Regions from separate parts of the Muntiacus reevesi genome. Here region 1 is linked to region 2. The links are chromatin contacts, called in public Hi-C maps. All regions are on one chromosome and are shown on one strand. The core of a region is the stretch at or near the end of the contact, and the rest is flanking DNA. Distances in the headings are between cores, read along the strand shown. Region 1 holds the start of CHRNB2 (cholinergic receptor nicotinic beta 2 subunit). Region 2 holds the start of KCNN3 (potassium calcium-activated channel subfamily N member 3).

What was found. Hi-C and Micro-C count contacts between places; a contact is called where the count stands out from the background.
Region 1: a Hi-C map of blood shows a contact between it and region 2, with 4 times the contacts expected there. The contact joins the promoter of CHRNB2 here to the promoter of KCNN3 in region 2. A contact is called at or near these places in 2 of 3 Hi-C or Micro-C datasets (blood and muscle).

Annotation. Positions count from the first base shown.
Region 1 is chr1:78,812,784-78,817,998 of mMunRee1.1, reverse strand. It overlaps CHRNB2 (cholinergic receptor nicotinic beta 2 subunit), which reads left to right and starts at 1,380. Exons shown (of 6, transcript XM_065926258.1): 1 at 1,380-1,443; 2 at 2,669-2,814; 3 at 3,002-3,046; 4 at 3,499-3,608; 5 at 4,366-5,215. The coding sequence starts at 1,380.
Region 2 is chr1:78,533,177-78,538,300 of mMunRee1.1, reverse strand. KCNN3 (potassium calcium-activated channel subfamily N member 3) reads right to left here and starts at 3,669. Exons shown (of 9, transcript XM_065903309.1): 1 at 2,457-3,669. The coding sequence starts at 3,359.

The DNA.
Region 1 (5,215 bases), core at 131-2,630, 280 kb before region 2:
TGCAGGGGGCCTGGGTTCCATCCCTGGTCAGGGAACTAGATCCCGCATGTCACAGCTAAGATCCCACATGCAGCAATGGAGACCCAGTGCAGCCAAATAAATTTAAAAATAAAAGAAGGAAAGAAAGAAAAAAGGTTTATTTCAAAAATAAATAAAGACATTACCATGAGGAGTGTGGGGCTGCAGGTACTGGCCCAGAGGAGGTTGAAGGAGTCGGCAGAGCTGGAACAAGACAGTGCCTTGATGTATGATAAGGCTGCTTTAGTCAGGAATCTTTTGGTTGAAACTGAAAAAAATCCACCTAAGAAAAAAGGGAAACCTTTATTGGCTCAGAAGTTAAAAGTTCGGGGCTTTTAAGATCAAAGATGTCATTGAGTTTTGACACCTCTCTCTGTCTCATCTTTGCTTTCCTTTGTGTTAGCTTCATTCTTGGGCTGGTTTCTATGAAATCATCCTCTGATTCCCCCTTGTCACACAGAAGTCAAAGACTGGAGAGGAACAGAATGTGGGTGAGAAAGGCTAATTGATAAGGGCCACTTACCCTTCCACTCTTGAAGGTCACCTTCTTTTCAGATGTCCACATGTCCCCACCTTAGATCCCCTGGATGCCTTCTGTGGAGGTATGGAAGGGAACAGATGAGGGGATCCTGTTTCTAGACTCCAAATTGTTTGCTTTCTTAAAATAGCAAACCTACAGTCCTCCATCTCATTCTCTAAGGGCCTAAGTGCATTGTCTTGGCTGCATCCTCAGCCTTCCCGGGAAGCAGGAGCATTTGGGTTTGGTAAGAGAAAAAAAGGAAGGTGAGAAACTCTTTTTGACTCCCACTCCCCTCATTCTGGCCTTTGGTCCCGGGTGCTTACCCGGTCCTGACCTGTTTGTCTTCCTTGCTCTTTCTTCCTGAGCCTTTTCAGACCCTTCCAGGTCCTGCCTCAACTCTGGGGTTTCAGAACTCCTCCACCGTCTGGTGAGCCCCCCTTCTTCCTCCTCACGCACACTCTAACTAAGCAGGACCAGCAGGAGAATACCCCACCCAGGGACCCCTTTTATTCTGAGCTCTGGCGCTTCCGCCTCCGGGGCGGAGACTCCTCCCCCTCACCGTCCCAATTGTATTCCCTGGAAGAGCAGCCGGAAAAGCCTCCGCCTGCTCAGACCGGGATAAGCGAGAAGCGGGTTCCTTCTCGCTCTTGGAGCCGGGGGAACCGCCGTGGAGATTATCACGGCAGCACCAAAGGCTGTGCGCACACCCTGGGCTCCTCTCCCGCCAGGCGCGGGCGGCGCGGGAGCGGCTTCAGCACCACGGACAGCGCCCCGCCCGCGGCCTTCCAGCCTGCGGCGCGCTCTGGCACGTTTAGGCGAGCCGGCGAGCTATGCCAGAGGCATGGCCTGGCTCTCAGGTCCCATGGCGCTGCTCCTCAGCTTTGGCCTCCTCGGACTGTCCTCAGGTAAGGACAAGTCGCCACGCTCTGTCTCACTCAGGCTCGAATTTGTAAGGGAGGGATCCCTAAGGCGGGAAGTCTCTTGGGAGTTAGGGGAGAGACCCCAGGAAAGCTGGGAGTACCTGGGAGGCTGAACTGGGAGAAGGACTTGCTCGAAGTGATGCGGAGAAGAGAAGGCAACCTGGGCAGTGGTGGCGGGGAATGTGTGGGTACAGAGAGGAAGGAAGGAGGGGATCTCCCCAGGATTTCTGGGGTGGCAGGAAGGGGAGACTCTGATTGCAGCTGAATTGCTATTTAACTTCCAGTAAACCAGTAGCTCAAGACAATCTACCTGGTTCGGCACCCTCACTTGGCTCGCCATCATTTCCTGTCCCTCATGTTGGGCTCCCGATTTTGCTCACTCCACGGGGGCAAGGCAGGAAACGGAAACAAGCAACTTCTCAACTCTCTTGGAGGGTGGACAGGAGACAGGAAGGGAAGAAGCTCTGCCAGGCTAAGGGCCAGGGAGGGGTCTCTGAGGACGTGCGGGTGCGTTTGTGCAGGGTTGCAGGAGATAGTGTGTGGTGGGGCAGGTACAAAAGGAATATACAACCAAGTGAGCTTTCCATATTTGCCTGCAGTCTCATGAGAGGTGAGCTCCTGTATGTGTGGAACTTGAGGTGAAATGTATGCCCTGTCCCACACAGCTCAGGTAGCCCAATTATTCTACTCCAACCCAATACCTTTTTGGGAGGGGGTCACAGCCAGTCACATGTAGAGGCGCATAACATTATTGGTACACAGAGATGGGTGCTGACTGAGAAGAAAGGCTGTGTGGTGGGACACATATAACTGTTCTCCTTTCACTACTCTCTAAAATCTTCCTTGAATTGTAGATATCTTCTAGAAGAAACCATGGAAACAGAAACTTCAAATCTTTTGAAATGATCCTCTGAGATCTTGCAGGAAGAGCAGGGTCTCCACTGATCCTTGAAGAATAGGTTTTTAGTGGGAGACTGTGGGGGGACTGTCTGGGCTTCTTGGTCAGTGATCTCAGAGAGGGACTTCTCTATGAGGGGCGTCCATGGGGGCAACCTAAGAATTTTGCTGTCTTCTTAGGGATGAGCTATGGGAAACTACAGCTTCCTATTTGGGCCTAGGTTGTCCCACTTGCCTAGGGAGAGTGGGATCCTGGGTGGGCCCTCCTTGCTGTGTACTTACCTCTTGCCCCCAACCCCACTCCCCTGCCCAGGAGTCTGGGGTACAGACACAGAAGAACGGCTGGTAGAGCATCTCCTGGATCCTTCCCGCTACAACAAACTTATCCGCCCAGCTACCAATGGCTCTGAGCTGGTGACAGTACAGCTCATGGTATCACTGGCCCAGCTCATCAGTGTGGTGAGTGGGGGTCTCAAACTGTATGCCCAGCTACTGAAATTGGCATAGCCAGAGTATGTTTGCACTAATTCTTCTGGAGTCCCCAAGGCTTGGGCAGGTGGGGGAAGGAGCCTGGGTGGTGTAGGGGGCCCACAGACTTGAGGGTCGGTGGCAGGGGGCACTTCTCAGCAGCTTCTCTTCGTTGCAGCATGAGCGGGAGCAGATCATGACCACCAATGTCTGGCTGACTCAGGTTAGAGCTCTTCCTGCCCACACCTCTGGGCTTCTCTTTCCTCCATTTTTTCTTTCTTTTCTTTTTTTTTTTTTGCATGTGCTTTTCCCTCTTTGAATCTCCTCAAGAGAGGCAGAAAGGTATAGACCTTGGGATCTTAAATAACTGGATATGAGTCTTGGTTCTTCCACTCACCAGCTCTGTTAACTTTGAATATGTTAAACACTGCAAGATTCATTTTCTCATTCACAAAATGTAGATTCTAATATCTTGGCTTGGCTATGCAAATTAAATGAAAAGCCACTTTTGCTGGGCTGAGAAGTCATGGTGGCAAGGCAATGACTTTTAAAAACTTCCTAAAAAAAAAAAAAAAAACTTCCTCAAGCCAAATAGGCCTCCTCTTGTCCCTGTCCTTGACCTTGAGCCCCTCCCAGGGCAGAGGTCGGTGCTGCCTCCCTCTTTCCCTTTCCCAGGAGTGGGAGGATTATCGCCTCACCTGGAAGCCTGAGGAATTTGACAACATGAAGAAAGTTCGGCTCCCTTCCAAACACATCTGGCTACCAGATGTGGTCCTATACAACAAGTAGGTGACCCTGGAGGGATGGGAAGGCTGGAGGAGAACTTGAGAGTGCTCAGGTCTTGAAGAAAGTAAATTAGCTCATGCTGGGGGAGAGAAGGGACTTTTCATTGGCACAGACAAGTCACTACTCAGACAGACAAACCCAAACCCGTGAGGTATAGTGTGGACAGCCAAGGTAACTTGGGTCATGGCCAGCTCCCTCCCAGTCAATTAGGACTCCCAGTGTTTGGAGCTGTGGTGTGATACAAATAAGAATTGACAGCCCCCAGTGTGCAAACTGATTAAAAAATAGGCTTTCCTGGAGGAATGATAAGAATCAAAGAACTTGGGGGTCCCAGTTTCTCCCCCAGGTTCCATCTGCTCTCCTACAATAAGCCGTCTTACCTCCAAGACCCAAAGCCACTAGTCCCCTAGACTCCAGGGACCATCTCCTGCTCCCACCTGCCCCTGGCCCTCTCCGTTGCACCGGACTCCTCACTCTGACCTCCCTGGCTTCCCCAACGTCTCCACCTTCTTGTGGACCAACCGGCTTATACAGTGCATGACAAGTAACAGAAGGTCCCCTCAGGCCTTCTGACCAGGACACCTCTTCTCCCCACCAGCCCACCCACATCCCCTTCTTGCTTAATAATTCCTGCTCCTTTCTCTCTCCCTCTTCCCATACCTCCCTTCGGCTTTCCTCTCTTCCCACTCAGGGCTGGGTGAATGGATGGGGTGGAGGCATGCTTAAGTCAGGGCTGACTGTGCTGTCCCTTGGCAGTGCCGACGGCATGTACGAGGTGTCCTTCTATTCCAACGCCCTGGTCTCCTACGACGGCAGCATCTTCTGGCTGCCACCGGCCATCTACAAGAGCGCATGCAAGATCGAGGTAAAGCACTTCCCATTTGACCAGCAGAACTGCACCATGAAGTTCCGCTCGTGGACCTACGACCGCACTGAGATCGACCTGGTGCTCAAGAGTGACGTGGCCAACCTGGACGACTTCACACCCAGCGGCGAGTGGGACATAGTGGCGCTGCCCGGCCGGCGCAACGAGAACCCGGATGACTCCACTTACGTGGACATCACATACGACTTCATCATCCGTCGCAAGCCACTCTTCTACACCATCAATCTCATCATCCCCTGTGTCCTCATCACCTCTCTAGCCATCCTCGTCTTCTATCTGCCGTCTGACTGCGGTGAGAAGATGACGCTGTGCATCTCCGTGCTGCTGGCGCTCACCGTCTTCCTGCTGCTCATCTCTAAGATCGTGCCGCCCACCTCCCTCGACGTGCCGCTAGTCGGCAAGTACCTCATGTTCACCATGGTGCTCGTCACCTTCTCCATCGTCACCAGCGTGTGCGTGCTCAACGTGCACCACCGTTCTCCCACCACGCACACCATGGCGCCCTGGGTCAAGGTCGTCTTCCTGGAAAAGCTGCCCTCGCTGCTGTTCATGCAGCAGCCGCGCCACCGCTGCGCCCGCCAACGCCTGCGTCTGCGGCGGCGCCAGCGCGAGCGAGAGGGAGCCGGCGCCTTCTTCCGCGAGGCCCAGGGGGCCGACTCCTGCACGTGCTTCGTCAACCGCGCGTCGGTGCAGGGCTTGACTGGGGCCTTTGGCTCGGAG
Region 2 (5,124 bases), core at 2,420-4,919:
GGACTCAGACTCTGCTCTGCTTCTTTAAAACAACCCTATTTGCCTCCAGGAGAGGAGAGACAATAGCTGCCCTAACCCCCTACTAGGCCCATAAGGCCTGACACAGACACCCAGAAAATACTTGTTCCATAGTGACTCAGAGCCTGGTTGGATAGAGGATGGGAGGGCTGGTGAGCAGGTGAAAGTGAGCCCTGCTCAGCACACCAAGACCAACCGCAAGGTGCCTAGGAAGTGGCCACCTAATTAGCTGAGGCAAGCAAGACTTTCTGGGTTGCTGCTCCCCTCCATGCATCCATCAGCCAGAGGGTCATCAGTTTAAAATTAGGCAAAGCCCAGCCCCTTGGATCCCCTCAACTTTCCTTTGCCCCAGAGTCTGCTTTCTCGGGCTCTGGGAAAGCCCCTTTCCCCGGATACTCCAGCAGGGAGCCACCTGCTCCAGCAGCAACCCTCCCACCCCATGGAGACAAACGTGCACAGACAGATCCCTCACTGGGAGCTGTCTCAAGGAAGAGCCATTCCCCTGAGCTCAGGGGTTCACCAAGAGAGAGGGTACCGGTCTTGCCCCTCCTCCCCACCCCCCAGCACTTGGGCCTGCATCAGTTTCCCCCAGCAAGGGCTCCTGGTCCCCAGGGGGAGCCTGGAGGGGGCCGGGGTTGTGCCTAGGGTGGCTGCCGGGCCTGCCGAAGCCAGTGGCCCCCTCTCCTGGAGCTCCCAGCGGGAGAAGGCAGCAAGCAGAAAGACCTGCAGACTCAGAGGCTCATTACAGGGAATGACTAAGTGAGCTGCGATTCCAGGGGAAACCCCGCTCGCTCCAGCTCACTGAGGGGCTCAAATCCTAGACCTCCAGAGACGAAGGCGACTTCCGGGAGCTGCCCAGAGCTGGGGCAATGCCCTCTGAGCAGCCAGGACCTTCCCCCTGGAAGTCTTCATTCTGGCTCTTCAGGCCATCTGACAGGTCTGCCCCACCCCTTTCTAGAGCAGGCAGATCTAGCCATCCCCAGCTCAGAGAGCGAGAGGCTGGGAATGGGGGAAATCCGATCAGCACCTCCCAGGTTTTTGTGGCTGGATTTCAACAAGGAATGTGACAGTCTCGCAGCAGCTGTGCCCAGCCTGAAACAAGCTCTATTTGAAAACCCCAACAGCTGAGCCCCTCCCAGCTACCCGCTGGCCAGCCTAGCCACCCCCTGCCCAAAATGACAAATAAGTAGAGAAATCCAAGCAACAAGCGCGCGCGCGCACACACACACACACAAAGTAAACTGCGGGTGAAGGGTAGAGTGGGAAAAAAATCCACTTGCCCAATGACTCCCCAGGTCTCCAAGCCTTCAAGCTCGCAGCAGGAGGGCTCCCAGCAAGCAGAGCTTTGACAGAAATCCACCTTCCTCAAGCCCCACTCCCTTGGAGGACGCGATTTCCAAGCCCGCTAGGGGAGAGAAGCCCCCTCCTCCGCCTGGGGACTGGACGGAGGCTGGAGCAGCGGGGCCAGCTCCCCCGCTAAAGCCGGTGCCGCCGCCGCCGCCGCCGTTCTCCATCGGGGCGCGCACTCACACACTCGCGCACACACTCATCCTTATTTATCCCCGAGAAGAAGGAGTTGGGGTGGGAGGGGAGAACTGGGGCTGAGCCGGGGGCGCGGGCTCTCGGGGACGCCCGGGAAACCCTGTCATTCCATCCCAAGGAGAGGCACTCCGCCCCCCGCCACCGCCGCTGATGCCAAGGCGGCGCCCATCTGCTCTGCCCGGGTAACACCTGTAGCCATTTTTATCAGGGGGTGTTTACGAGGCAGCAGCAGGTTTATTCTGAGTCCTCTTTCCTGAGGGAAAGGACCGCTGATTTCCTCCGCCTGTATTTTCACCCCATGCCCCTCCTCACCCCAGGAGACGCCAAATCACCGGTGCTTTTCTATTTTGCCCCAAGTCTCTCAGGGAGGAGGAGGGAAATGGAAACTTGGGAAGAGAGGGAGAAGACGGGGAAAGGACTGGCATGGAATCCCCACCCCCCACCCAGACATTTATTTCTTTTTTATCCTCGGGAAAATGGAGTGGAGCAGGGAGGGGAGGAGAGGAGGGAAGTCACAGGAACTGGCAGGCACATCAAGGCAGAGTGGAATTAATTGGTGCGTTAAGCTGCTGGGTTATGCTTTAGTACGAGTGAGCCAGGAGGAAAGATGATTTCTCAGAAGGGATTCTTTAATCCTCCCTAACACAGAGTCCGCAAATTAGACAGTGTGTGGGGATGTCCCCCCTCCAAGGGAAGCAAGGAATGAATTCTCCCCGGATTAAGCAGGAAAACCATGGGAAGTTAAGTGTTCGATAAAATTGAGCAAACGCCTCTCCCCACCACCACCATCTCTCACTCCCCCAATCTCTCTCTCTCTCTCCCCCACTCTCTCTCTCTCTTTTGCTACCTACATATTCCTTTTGTTCAAAGGTATAAAGAGAAACTGCAGCCCCTACCTTTGAGTACAAACCCCAAGAGAGCTCGGTCTCTATCACCATAACAACAATTCCAAACATCCCAAAAATCAGAGCATAGTCACTCAGTCGCTTCCTCTTTTCAAACAGGGCCCTCCTGTGTCCCAGCTTATAGCCAATGTTTTGGTTTTTCCGCTTGTTGGCTTTGGGGAAGGTGGCGCTGCTGGCGGTGGTACCGGCATGCTGGTGGTTGTGGGTGGCATTGGGGTGATGGAGCAAGGTCTGGTGGGCATGGTTGTCCTCCCGGGAGGAGATGATGATCTCCGGGGGGTTGCTGGGGCTGAAGAGCTGGAGGGGTTGGCCCTCGGGCTCAGCCTCAATGAGGTTCCTCCGGGAGGCGCTGAGGCGGCTAAGGGGCTTCATGACCCCCCCGCTGTACTTGCAGGAACTCATGGCGATCTCCGTGAAGGGGTTGCTGTCCCGCCGGTGCACCAGGGGGCTGGCCTGCCGGTGCCTGCCGCCTCCACCAGGCCCACTTGTGGCTGTGGAACTTGGAGAGTGGCCAAGCAAGTGGTCATTGAGATTGAGCTGGCTGCCTTGCCTGGAGGAAGGGTGGAGGATGGCGGTGGAGTTGGATGAAGGGGGGCCCCTGAAAGCAGTGGGAGAGGAGTGTAGCAGGCCGGGATGGACAGGCTGGCTCTGGAGTTGGGTGAGCTGAGATAGGGGATGCGGTGGCTGCTGCTGCTGCTGCTGCTGAAGCTGCGGAGGCTGAGGCTGCAACGGGGGTCCTGGGGGCTGCTGGGGGGCTGCTGGTGGTGCTGGCGGCGGTGGCGGCGGCTGCTGCTGCTGCTGCTGCTGCTCATCCCCGGAGGATGGACAGGGGCACTTGGGGTCTTCATCCAGGTCCCCCACCCCGGAGTCATGGAAGTGCCCAGAAGTGTCCATCTTGGGGCCGGGCTGTATTGCCTGCAGCACAACCCCCCACCCCAAAGCCACCCTCGTTCCAAAGATGTCCTCAAAGAAAGCCAGGCATCCAAGCTCCCCGACCAGAGTGTCTTGGCTCCAGTCCTCTCTTTTTGGCTTGCTCCGGTTCTCTGGGGCTGCCTGGAGTCCAGACGCTGCCACTCAAGAATGCATGGTACTGGGCAGGGAGGGAGGGCAGGAGGGGAGCTTGGAGAAAGAAGAAGAAGGGAGGAAAAGAACTCTGTCTCAAGAGGTGGTCCTCTAGGAGCGTGTGAGGCCAGGCTCAGCTTCACTCCTCGCTGGCTCAATAGCTTTGCTCTCCTCCTCCTGCCACTGTTATAGGGTAAGCCAAGCCCACTTATTAGCAGCTGGTCTCATTGGCTTGGCTTAAGTCTCCAACCACCTCCTAACTCCGCCCCCCGCATAGGCTCCTCCCCGGAGGAGGGGCCTGCCGCGCTCCGCTCCCAGCCCCGGCGGCGGCGCAGCGAGGGCTGGGAACTGTAGTTTCCGCTCCCCACCCGGGAGCTGAGCAGCTGCCCTCTTTTCCTCTGACAGGTATGGCAGAAACCCGTCAGCCCACGGCGATACGGAATGTATGCGCACGCGGGGCGGTGGCGAAGAGGAGCGGAGGTTCTCGTCCGGAGGGAAACTGTGCACCCTGATGCGGCGGCAAGAAACAGGAAGAGTTATTAATGGTCAGGGTCTACGATAGCTTATTTCACACCTATTATCCAGCTACAGACTCCAAATACCCAAGGAGGCGGGCATCGTGTTTCCATTTCACAAACTGATGCTCAGAGATATTGAGTAACAACTTCAAGGTCACAGAAGCAAAGGTCACATCCTTCTGACCCCAGGTAAATACTGAACTGCCTGCAATATGTGTGCAGGAGCATCTGTTATTTCTAAGCCTCACAATAACCCTATGAAAATTATGTCATTATTCTCCTTCTACAGATGAAAACTGTTTTTTTAAAAAACCACTCGAGCACAGATAAGTAACTTGCCAGATGTTACCCCATTTGTAATTAAGGGTAATAGAATCTGAACCCAGGTCAGTCTGAACCCACAGCCCCTATACCATCTCCCAGGATGCCTTTCCACTATGATACTCAGTGCAAAGTGGTGGCTCCATAAATGTGCCTCAAATGACGAGTGGGAAAGAGCCAGATAGAAATTGTGGAGGAAGAACTGTCCTCCCCAAAGTAGGATGTGTGAAATGGACTATGGCTGCAGCTAGACTTGGAGTCACGGGAGGTCTGGCAGGAAGACTGAAAACCCCCGTGGTTGCTCCCCATCTGATCTGTTCCATGGAGCTCTGAGAGTCAGAGCTGGGAACAGCTGCTGGCTTCCCAGGTTCAGTACCATCATCAAGTATTTATTAAGCTCCCACTGTGTGCAAAGGGAGTTCCAAAAAAATGGGACCCTGCTGAATTCATTTCCATTTCTAACTGCAACTGACTTAGAGATGAGTGAAGAGGGGGCCTGGGATTCCCCAGGCATACCTGGGGTTTTAGGAAGGCGATGTCTTCCTACCTGGCTCTTGGTTCCCCCTGGCCTCTGTCTAGCTGCTTTCCTGGTAGGAAGGGGGAAGAGTAGGAGAGCCATGCACACATACACACACACAGATACACATATGCAGGTGCACACATATACATAGGTGTGCACTCACTGGTCCATAAACATGCACACACAGTGAAGTTTTAAAGCAGTTCTGAATGGTGAGCAGCAAGTAGCCAGGTCAGGA